Regions from separate parts of the Mus musculus genome. Here region 2 is linked to region 1. A link is a contact called in public HiChIP or PLAC-seq data. All regions are on one chromosome and are shown on one strand. Each heading gives the region's core, a stretch centred on a gene start, on an enhancer-like site or on the middle of the called end of the contact. The rest is flanking DNA. Distances are from core to core; before and after follow the strand shown. Region 1 holds the start of Uggt1 (UDP-glucose glycoprotein glucosyltransferase 1). Region 2 overlaps Arid5a (AT rich interactive domain 5A (MRF1-like)).

Evidence for each region. HiChIP or PLAC-seq counts read pairs in DNA pulled down with a chosen protein or histone mark.
Region 2: a contact with region 1 is called in a BATF HiChIP or PLAC-seq map of CD8 T cells, with 5 read pairs. The contact joins the enhancer-like site here to the promoter of Uggt1 in region 1. A contact is called at or near these places in 1 of 15 datasets of contacts at CTCF or cohesin (large pre-B cells), 2 of 484 Hi-C or Micro-C datasets (embryonic stem cells and female germline stem cell-derived STRA8 germ cells), 4 of 115 datasets of contacts at active chromatin or transcription factors (CD8 T cells, embryonic stem cells and pancreatic cancer cells) and 3 of 9 other capture datasets (adipose tissue, liver and pancreatic islet).

Annotation. Positions count from the first base shown.
Region 1 is chr1:36,242,353-36,247,434 of GRCm38.p6, reverse strand. It overlaps Uggt1 (UDP-glucose glycoprotein glucosyltransferase 1), which reads left to right and starts at 3,133. Exons shown (of 41, transcript NM_198899.2): 1 at 3,133-3,365. The coding sequence starts at 3,308. It overlaps Gm39625 (a long non-coding RNA gene), which reads right to left and starts at 3,126. Exons shown (of 2, transcript XR_865343.3): 1 at 2,952-3,126.
Region 2 is chr1:36,323,124-36,327,776 of GRCm38.p6, reverse strand. Arid5a (AT rich interactive domain 5A (MRF1-like)) reads right to left here. Exons shown (of 7, transcript NM_001172205.1): 7 at 3,748-4,653. Among named protein-coding and RNA genes, the nearest start is that of Arid5a, 18 kb to the right of the region's middle. Within about 2 kb of position 2,111, at least 76 of the 459 cell types and tissues checked have an H3K27ac peak or open chromatin away from gene starts, as enhancers often do. A contact at or near this core is called in CD8 T cells and pancreatic cancer cells, where this site is marked.

The sequences.
Region 1 (5,082 bases), core at 1,884-4,383:
ATTGCATGCATTTATGTGCAGAAGCCCACAAAAGCTCCGAGAGGGTCTTGTATTCTCCAGGATTGGAATAATGGATGGCTATAAACTGTTAGGTCCTCTGCAAGAGCAACAAATGCTTTTAACCGCAGAGCCATTTCTCCAGCCCCTCCTTTATATTTTAATATGCCTTATATAGCACAATAGCTGGGCCACTATCTAACCTTCACTGCTGATTGAATGTACCTCCTGCCGATAATTCCAAGTTACTACTTACTTAATACCGTGTTCTACCTTTTGCTGCCCTGGACCTAGCTGGGCACCCTCTTGGGCCGAGCACTCTCCCGGCATCTTCACATGGTGGCCATGCCTCTTTGTCCTCCACTCTTCTCAGGCATGGCAGCTCTCCTCTCCTCCACACTCTCCCCACAAGGCAGATCTCCTTTCTCCTCCTCCTGGTCTCAAGCCCCGGAATCCTCAAGTTCCACTCTGTCTTCCCTGCCCAGCCATTAGCTGCCAGCATCTTTATTTACTATTCAGAACCAACTGGGGGCAGGCTCACTCAAATTAACATTAGAATACAAGCAGCATTAGGCCAAACCCACTACATGCAACCACAGCTCCAATAAGCTCGTGGGGAGAGCATCCCTGCACGTCTGGAAGACAGTTTTGCTTCACTCTTCCTCACTGTCTGGCCCTTATAATCTGTCCCTTCTTCAATGGTTCCTAAGTCTTTAGGGGACAAGGTGTAATATGTACGTCCCGCTCACGGCTGAGTGTTACAGACATTTATTCTCTGTACTTTGACCAGCTGTGAGTTTCAGCATTAACCACTGTCCATTTGAGACAAAGCAAGTCCCAGATCAAGGCTTGGTGGTACACACCTTTAATCTGGGCCACACCTTCTGCTGGAGACTTACATAGGGACACTGGAAGAAGGAAGATTCCCTATCTTTGCCTGCTTGCCTTGTGGGACTGAGAGGGACTGAGAAACTACTGGATCCTTGGACTTCCATTCACAGATGACCATTGTTGGGGAGTTGGGCTTCAGACTGTAAGTCATCATAATAGATTCCCTTACTGTACAGAGACTACCCGTAAGTTCTGTGGCTCTAGGGAACCCTGACTAAGACACCTAATGAGTGTTTTGCCTGCCTGCATGCATGTGGACCATATACATGCCTGGTGCCTGCGGAGGTCAGAAGAGGCTGCCAGGTCCCCTGGAACTGGAATTAAGGATGGGTATGAGCCACCATGTGGGTGCTGGGAACTGAATGTGGGTCTTCTGCAAGAGCAGCAAGTGCTCTGAGCTGCTGACCCATCTCTGTCAGCTCCTCGAGTATTTTACATTTCATAAGAGCTAGGGCATAGGGCCTCAGTGGTAAAGCGTATACATTGAATGCATGAAGCCATGGGTTTAATCACCATCATCAGGAAGTATACTGCTAACAAGGGGAAATGAAATTGCTTACGTAGCCCACACTTTACTTGTTTGTGGGTATGTGTGTAACTCCAGTCCATAGACTTGACTTGTTGCCAGCCACTCTTACCTGCTGAGCCATCTCACCTGCCCTGGCTGACACTTTATGTCTGTTGAGCAGCGCTGGTCATGTAGAGACCTGAATTCTGCCACTAACTCACCTCAAGTGTTCCAAGTTGTAGACTCATTGTTTCTGTTCTACCTATAAAAGGCACAGATGTCGCTCCTGCCCTCACAACATTAAACAGATAATAATAATAATAATAATAAAAAAAATCTACAGAGCACTGATTTCAGAGGACAAATGTGCCACTTCAAAAGTCGGAGAGAAGATTTGGAGTAACGGTCAGTGCTTGCGTTCTCTCTCTTTCTTCTCTGTGTGAGTGTCTCCAGGTTGGCACACATGTGTGCAAGTCAGTGTCTCCAATTTGGTACACATGTGTGTGCATGGGTGTGCAAGCTAAAGATTAGTCTCAGCTGTCATTTCTCAGGACAATGTCCAGTTTGGTTTTCTGAGAGTGTCTCTCACTAGTCTGAACCACACCCATTTGGCTGGTAGCTTGCTGGCCAGTAAGACCCAAAGTTCTGCCTGTCTCTACCTCCAGTGTTTACTTGGCTAGTATGTTATGTGTGTGTGTGTGTATGTGTGTGTGTGCATGCACGTATGTATGCCTGTGTGTGTGTGTATGTATGAATATATGTGTGTGCCTGCACACAAGCTCAATTGACACTTCGTATTTTCCCCAGTCACTCGGTATTTATTGAGGTAGAATTCTTGAGCTCAAGAATTCTGGCTAGTGTGGCTAGCCACTTTGCCAGAGGAATTGTCTCTGCCTCCTGAGAACTGGGATTACAGGTAGCTATTACTACAATTTCTACAGGGGTCCTGGAGATCTGAACTGTAGTCTTCACATCTGGGCAGCAAATACTTTGTCTACTGAGTCATCTCCGCAGCCCGTGCCTGGCGTTTGCGGTGTATTCTGGGAATTGAGCTTAGGTTTCCAGCTTAGCAGCAAGAACCTTTGTCTTTTTTGCTTTCTTTTCCCCTGATGCTGCTTGGGTCTTGGAGGTGGTGATATAGGTGTTTCAGTCAGAGCTGAGATCATTTAGTCTCAGTCAGTTTGACTAGTTATGGATCTCTGCATTAACCAACATCACATACTCTAAAACAAATTTATAACTTTTTCTTCCTTTTGAGATAGGGCCTTGAACTCACAGAGATTCTTCTGCCTTTTTTTTTTTTTTTTTTTTTCTCGAGACAGGGTTTCTCTGTATAGCCCTGGCTGCCCTCGAACTCACAAATCCGTTTGCCTCTGCCTCCCGAGTGCTGGGATTAAAGGTGTGTGCCACCACGCCCAGCATGAGCTTCTTCTGCTTTTTGTGTCTTGAGTTTGTGTACGTTTATTTAACTTGAGAGGAATAAATAATAAAAATAGGGAGAAAAAGGTTGAAATAACTATCTGCCGGGGCGGTTGGACTGCGCCTTGAAGCTCACCTGCTTGAACTGGGTCTTCTAGGATCTTAAATTCAGGAGGCGAGCTGGCTCAACCAGGAGAGGGGAGGGGCCGAGAGAAGGGGCGGGTCTTATGCCGGTTTCATGGCCGCTGCGGGACTCTCTGGCAAACCCCCGCCGCACTCGATAGCCGGAAGTCGTCCTGCCTTCGCCTCTAGGAAGCGGAAGTGCAGGGGCAGCTGGCAACTGGGTTATTGCTTTGAGAAACCGGCTTGTGAGGAGCGGCGGGAAAGGCGCGTGTCGGCTTCTCACTGGCGCAGCCTCCCCGGCGATCGCCGCTGCTCCGCCCTGCCCAGGCGTCGTTGCAGACACCGGAGTGGACGAAGCGCGGCCCGGGCATGTGCAGCCGGGGGGATGCGAACACTGCGGATGCCGCGGCTGCGCGGCGGGTGACAGGTACCTTGGGTGGCGTGGGGAGGCCTCGGGAACAGGAGAGGGGCCAGCGCGGGAGGCGACCGTGAGTCCGAGTCACCTTGGGCTTCCTCTTGTACTCTGACTCGGTTTTCCCTCCAGTGTTCTCTCCACGAGCGCCTCAAGTCGTCCCCAGCGGTCTTCTGGGGACAGAGTGGCGGCGGGCTCACTCCAGCAGTCCTGACCCTGTTTGAAGTGTAGGAGGAGGAAGCGCCCCCAGGACTTTAGACCAAGTCTGACCCTAAGTAGGTTGAGAATCAGCATTTTGCATGATTCTGGAGAAACGAGTTGGCGTTTTTATAGGTTTCTGAGTTCAGGTGATGCATCTGTGGGTGATAAGATCTCTTGGCGTGAAATTGGACGGTTCACTTCACTTTTAGCTTGTGATCTGTGCATCTCCAAAACATTGTGATCGTGAGCTCTTCTTGCTGCTGGGCTGAAAGCTCTCTTGTTCTGCATTTGTTGCCAGGTTTGAAATGGAGAGAGTGTTTTGTTTGTTCTGAGACCTATGATCTTGCCCTTGCAGTGCCTTGGAAACATCTGTGCCCGTGCAAGCTTATTGTAGTATAAAGTTCTTTATTTCCTAGTAATACCTTGTACACTGCCAAACGCATGAAGACATAGTCATGTCTGTTTGCTTGTCCTACCCCTTTGGAGGTAGGGTCTCAGGATCATAGGCTACCCTTGGAATCCCGGCCACCACCAGATCTGCTTGGAGACATTTTACAAAGCTAGTTAACACTACAAAACTGGAGCAGATTGTAGCCTTTCCACTTGACTTGTTTTTGGTAAACTTAGCTGAAACTTTTCTTTCTTAAATAAAAAATTTTATTTTGTTTACTTAGATTTTGTTGTGTGTATACAGGACAACTTAGTGGAGTTAGCTTTCTCCATCCACCTCTGTGTGGCTTTCTTTTTAGGGCTCAATCTCAGGTCACCAGGCTTGCATGGCAAGAGCCTTTACCCACAGAGCCATCTTGCTAAAACTTTCTTTTTTGCTTTCTTGAGGGAGGAAGAGAAAGGGAGAGAGGATCTAGATATAGAGACACAAATTAAATGTCTGTCTCTCTGTCTGACTGTTTGTCTATATCAAGAGGTGGGAGAGAGAATATGAATTTGTTATGTAGAGACCAGAAGACAACTTTAAAGGATGGCTCTCTCCTTCCACCATGGGGGTCTGGGGATTGAATTCAAGTTTTCAGGCTTTGTAGCTATTGCCTTTATCCATTGAGCCATCTCCCCGGACCCAAAATTTTATTAAAAGAGGTAAAACAATACTTTGTAAAGTAGCAGGGTATCTTAGTGTGCATTTAACTATTGGGGAATAGATGGAGCTAAGGAGAAACCTTAGTTAGAACGTCTCTGGTGGGAGCCAATCCTTTGCATTCATATGAATAGTAACTTGTTGGAGTGGAAATCAAATGGATGTTTCACAGAGAAGAGCTAATAGGGATGGATGTATCAAGTTTAGCTAATTTCTTCTCACTTGGATTGGGTGTTTCCTGTTATTTTTCTTTGCTATACACCACACACACACACACACACACACACGCGCGTTGAAACTCAGTCTGGTAGATTTATAGTTGCAGATTTGTTTTGTCTTTTTTTATTTTTTGCCTTTTTTCTTTTTAAGAGTTCTTTAACTTTTCTTTAAAAATAACAAGGCAGCTGGGCCTGTGATGGTGCCCTCCTGTAGCCCCCG
Region 2 (4,653 bases), core at 862-3,361, 81 kb before region 1:
GACACTGTCCTTGATCCCCACTTGTCTCATGGTCCAGGTGTGCCTACACTCCACATGGGTGTGTGTACATACACACACTGATAACAATGGCAGACAAATCACAAGTCTCATTTTTCTGCTTTAACACATAGGAAAACCATGGATCCTGCCCTAAAGGGAAAGAAAGGTTCCTGAAAGAGAACAACTGCCTGCTTTGTCTCCATGTGTGCAGAGCAGGTCAAGGAATGGGGCATGGCCCATAGTTTTGCAGGAAGAGTGTCGGGTGGATTCTTGCCCTCTCCCAAAGCTAAGGGTTCGGAGTGGGGACTGTCTAAGTCCGAGGTGAAGCAGAGTTGCTCTTCTGGGTCACCATTCTTCTAAGCCTTTTGGGCCCTGCACATGAAAGCGTCCTCTGGGAATTGCCAAAGCAGCAAGTTTCACACTGGTGATGCACACCAGTGGGCACTTGTGCTACTCACAGTGACTATAGACCCCTGTTGCATGGGGTTGTAGCTGGCAGTTGGTCTAATCAGGAGTTGGAAGTGAACACAAAGCTTGGATTGCCCCTAAGAACCAAGTCAGGGCGGGGTGGGGTGGGGTGGTGCAGGGATGCAGATGTGGGTGGAGAAATGGTAGATGCTTTGAGGGCACCTAAGAGGGAAGCCAGAGTTCCTGGGGAAGAGGCTCCAGGATGAAGATGGGGGACGCATGCAAGTGGAGGAGAGAATGGTTTTCAGGCAGATGGAATCCCATGTGTTTCCAGAACTGTTGGGGGTGTGTGACTGCCAGAAGCCTGATGGGGGGACACCCCAGAGCTCAACCCAGGCAGGAACTGCAGAGTGTGGATGCAATGGGGGAGGGGGAGACCAGAAGCCTGAGGAAGGAAGAAGTTTCCAAGCAGACACTGGAGTTTGAATCTGGGGACAGTACAGAGTTGTGGGCCACATCTTAAGTGCAGTGAGCTGATGAGAGCTGGGTATGGCAGGCTTATTTTAACTTGTTCCTAATGCATCCAAGGCCATTAGCCCCATATCAAATGTACAATGATTGGAAGTTCCACCTCTTTAGCCCACCCATCTCTCCCACCTAGTTACCTCTGAAAGAACCATTCCCCCTTCTGTTCACCTCCTTTGCTTCTCCCTTCTCATTTTCCCTCCCCTCTCTATTACATTTATCTGTTTGTTGGGGGGGGCATGCATGCTATGGCGCACATGCAGGTCAGAAGACAACATCCAGTAGTTGTTTCTGTCCTACCACATGAATCCAGGGGTTCAAACTCAATCCGTCAGACTTGGAAGCAAGACCGTAAACCTCTGAGCTCTTTTGAACAGCTTTCCCCTAGAGGTTCCCTCCCTGACTATTACCCAGGCTTTCAACTGTAGCTCCTGGGCAACCCATATCCAAGCCAGGCTTTCTTGATTGGGCTCCCAGTGCAAGCGAGTGATGCTTCCCTATTCTTCATTCCTGTGGGAGGGAAACCACCAGAGCCAGGCTGAGATGTGGCAGTGAGGTCAGGGAACTTGCATCAGACAGCCCATCATCAAGCCCCAGACAATGGTACGGATGTGGCAGGTGAACCTCCACTCCCCTTCCAAGGGCCTTGGCAGACATTACTAATCAATTGCATCACTTTCGCAGTGAGTCAATCCAGAGCTGCAGACAACCACAAAAGTTGGCTTGCCATTCTTGACCCAGACACTATCCAGAAGTCAGAGTCACTGACTCAGAAGGCAAGGTAAAGGGTAGTGGTCAGAACACATGCATGGGTTTCAAAATGCTAAGGTAAAGGACAGGATAAGGCATGGCCAAGCTAGCAAGGGAAGTAGTGACTCACATTCATCAGGACTTAAGTTTACAGAGGGCTTTCTCTAAATACCCTGGCTCTTGGGGTTAAATGACTCACTTCCATACTACAGATGAGACAGAGAAGTCCCAGAGAAAGGGGGGTGCACCTGGTGCCACACAGTATTCTGATCCATGTGGCATACACTTTCTCTGAGCCTTAGCACAGGTAGCTCAAGACCCAGAGTCAGCTTCTCCTCTAACGGGTCACCCAGAGCTGAAACCCATGAGAAGGTGAGAGACAGAGCCCACCCGTGGCCTGCTGCTAGTGGTCTAACCCCTGAGTGGACACAAACTCAGGGAACATTTGCTGACAGGAGACACTCTGGAGATCTCAAATATTACTACTTAAACAGAGCTGCAGGGGTAGCTCATTGGGGCATGTCTTTGGAGGTTATACCTGGTTTGTGTGTTCTCTCCCTCTCCCTCTCCCTGCTCCTGTCCCCTTGCCTCCCCTCCCCCAGTTGTCTACCCTAAGACAAAGAACTTCCAGTGTCTTGTGGTTCTGCCACCCAGTGGCCATGGGCTAAATAAAACCTCTGCTAATGTAGGCAACAACAAATGTGATGGTTTGTATATGCTTGGCTCAGGGAATGGCACTATTCGAAGGTGTGACCCTGTTGGAGTAGGTTTGTCACTGTGGGTATGGGCTGTGAGACTCTCATCCTAGCTGCCTGGAAGCCAGTCTTCTGCTAGCATCCTTCAGATGAAGATGTAGAACTCTCAGCTCCTCCTACACCATGCCTGCCTGGATGCTGCCATGTTCCCACCATGATGATAATGGACTGAATTTCTGAACCTGTAAGCCAGCCCCAATTAAATGTTGTCCTTATAAGAGTTGCCTTGGTTATGGTGTCTGTTCACAGCTGTAAAACTCTAAGACAACAAAACCTCCCATCTCTCAAGTTACTTCTGAAATTATTTGGTTATGATGATCAGCAAAGCAAGTGACACAGGATGCACATTGAGTCCTTCCTCCAGGGCCTAGGGTTTGGCTGTCCCTCATGCTTTGAGCCACTCGGGAATTCTCTTGTCTACATTAGCCTTCATTTCTATTGCTTGCAAGGAAAGGACCCAAGATTGTCACTGGCACACTGGCTGTGGGAAAGTATAGGTCATAATCTATTTGGCTTCTAGCTTCTTGGCCGTTCCTTTCTACCCCAGGGCCCAAGCAGAAAGCCAAGAACCTTAGAGGTAGGAAAGAGCCTCAGGAAAGGTAAGGTCGGGAAGTAGCTGCTCTTTCAAGACACCCACTGGGAGCGCCTCTTCCTTGCTCTCCTTGTATGTCAGAGCCTTTCCTCCTTTGGGGAGTTTCACAGTCAGGGCCAGGTGGCTTCCAGGACTAGAGGCTCCCCACAAAAGGTTGAGCTGCCCCCTGGTAGGATGGGGAGTGTGTTCTGTAGTCATCTGCTCATTAGTGGTCTCTAGATTCAATTCTGCATCACAGAGGACACAGAGACTCACAGGTAGCCAGCCGGCTGTCACACACACACACACACACACACACACACACACACACACACACACACACGGAGGAACAACCCCCAGCGAGTGAGGCCCTAGTCTTGGGAGCTTGTGCTCATATTTGCCCACCTCGATGGTCCTGCCAGATCAGCGATTGCTCTACATTCCTGCCCAGAAGCCCTTTGAAGAGTTGAGCAGCCACATTCTTGGAGCCATTAGCTAAGGAAATTGGTCTTGATCTGTAACCATGAAGAACAGCAGCTGCCACCTAGTGTCTGAGCAGTGTCAAGACTCAAGTGGTGAGAACCAGGGCAGTTGGCTAGGACTGGCTCCCTAATGGTCCGACACAAGAGGAGCTGAAGGACTATGGGCAATAGATGGGCTCCCCCCCCCACCCCCGGTCCTGATTCGGAAGGTCATCCTTTGTGGCCAGAAATAACGGCTATTCAAGAGAAAATGTTTCAAATATTGTTAATTCTTTTTTTTAAAAAACACCAAATGATATAGCTCAGTGTTGGATACTTGCCCAGCATACCCAAGGCTCTGGGTTCCATCCAGCACACTAGAAAACAAACACATCTAAACATGCCAGGCAGCCTCTGCTCTTGATTTAAAATTCCTTTAAAGCCATGAAGTTTTTCATTGCCTCTGGCCTTCTCTAATGTCTATTCTGCCAGTCTAAGGCTCTGGCCAGCCCAGCAACTTCATGTGGAAGGTAACCTTTGCTTCTTGCCTCCTGTGCTGTGTTTTTTGCTGAGGCCCCATCACCTCCTTTCCTGTGCCTACACACCTTACCCTGGCGGCTGTGCCCACCCAGCATGCCCGCTGCCCTTGTTTCAAAGTCCCCCATGCCTGAGCTCTGTTGACCCCTTCTTGCTCTAGCTCATCCAGCAACCAATAGCTGCTGATTCAGCCAAGCCTCTCATGTGCACCCACCCCATCAAGTCCCCACAGCACACCAAGATCTGCAGTCTAGAGATCTTACCCACTGTTCCCAACTCCCTCCCCCCATCCCCACTTCATTCCCTGGTTCTCTGTTGATGCCCTTCATGCAGCCACTTCGGCTCCCACTGGAGTGGTGCTTAGTTGTCCCTTGCCTTGAGATTGTGTCCAGCCGGCCTCCTAGGTGCAATGATACTCACGCTGCTAAGGTCAAGTGGAAACCCGAGCTCTTGTGCCCTGGCTGTGCCCTTGGACGGCTTTGCTCTACTGTGATCACTGCCTAGCTCGCTTCCCTTCTCCAAGCCCAGCCCCCACACTCACTCTGCTCACAGTATAAACAGACACGCTGGCCAGATGTGTCCGCAGCATCTCCAGACCTGTGTCCAGATGTTGACTCTGCCATCTCCAAGGATACGTTCCCTACTC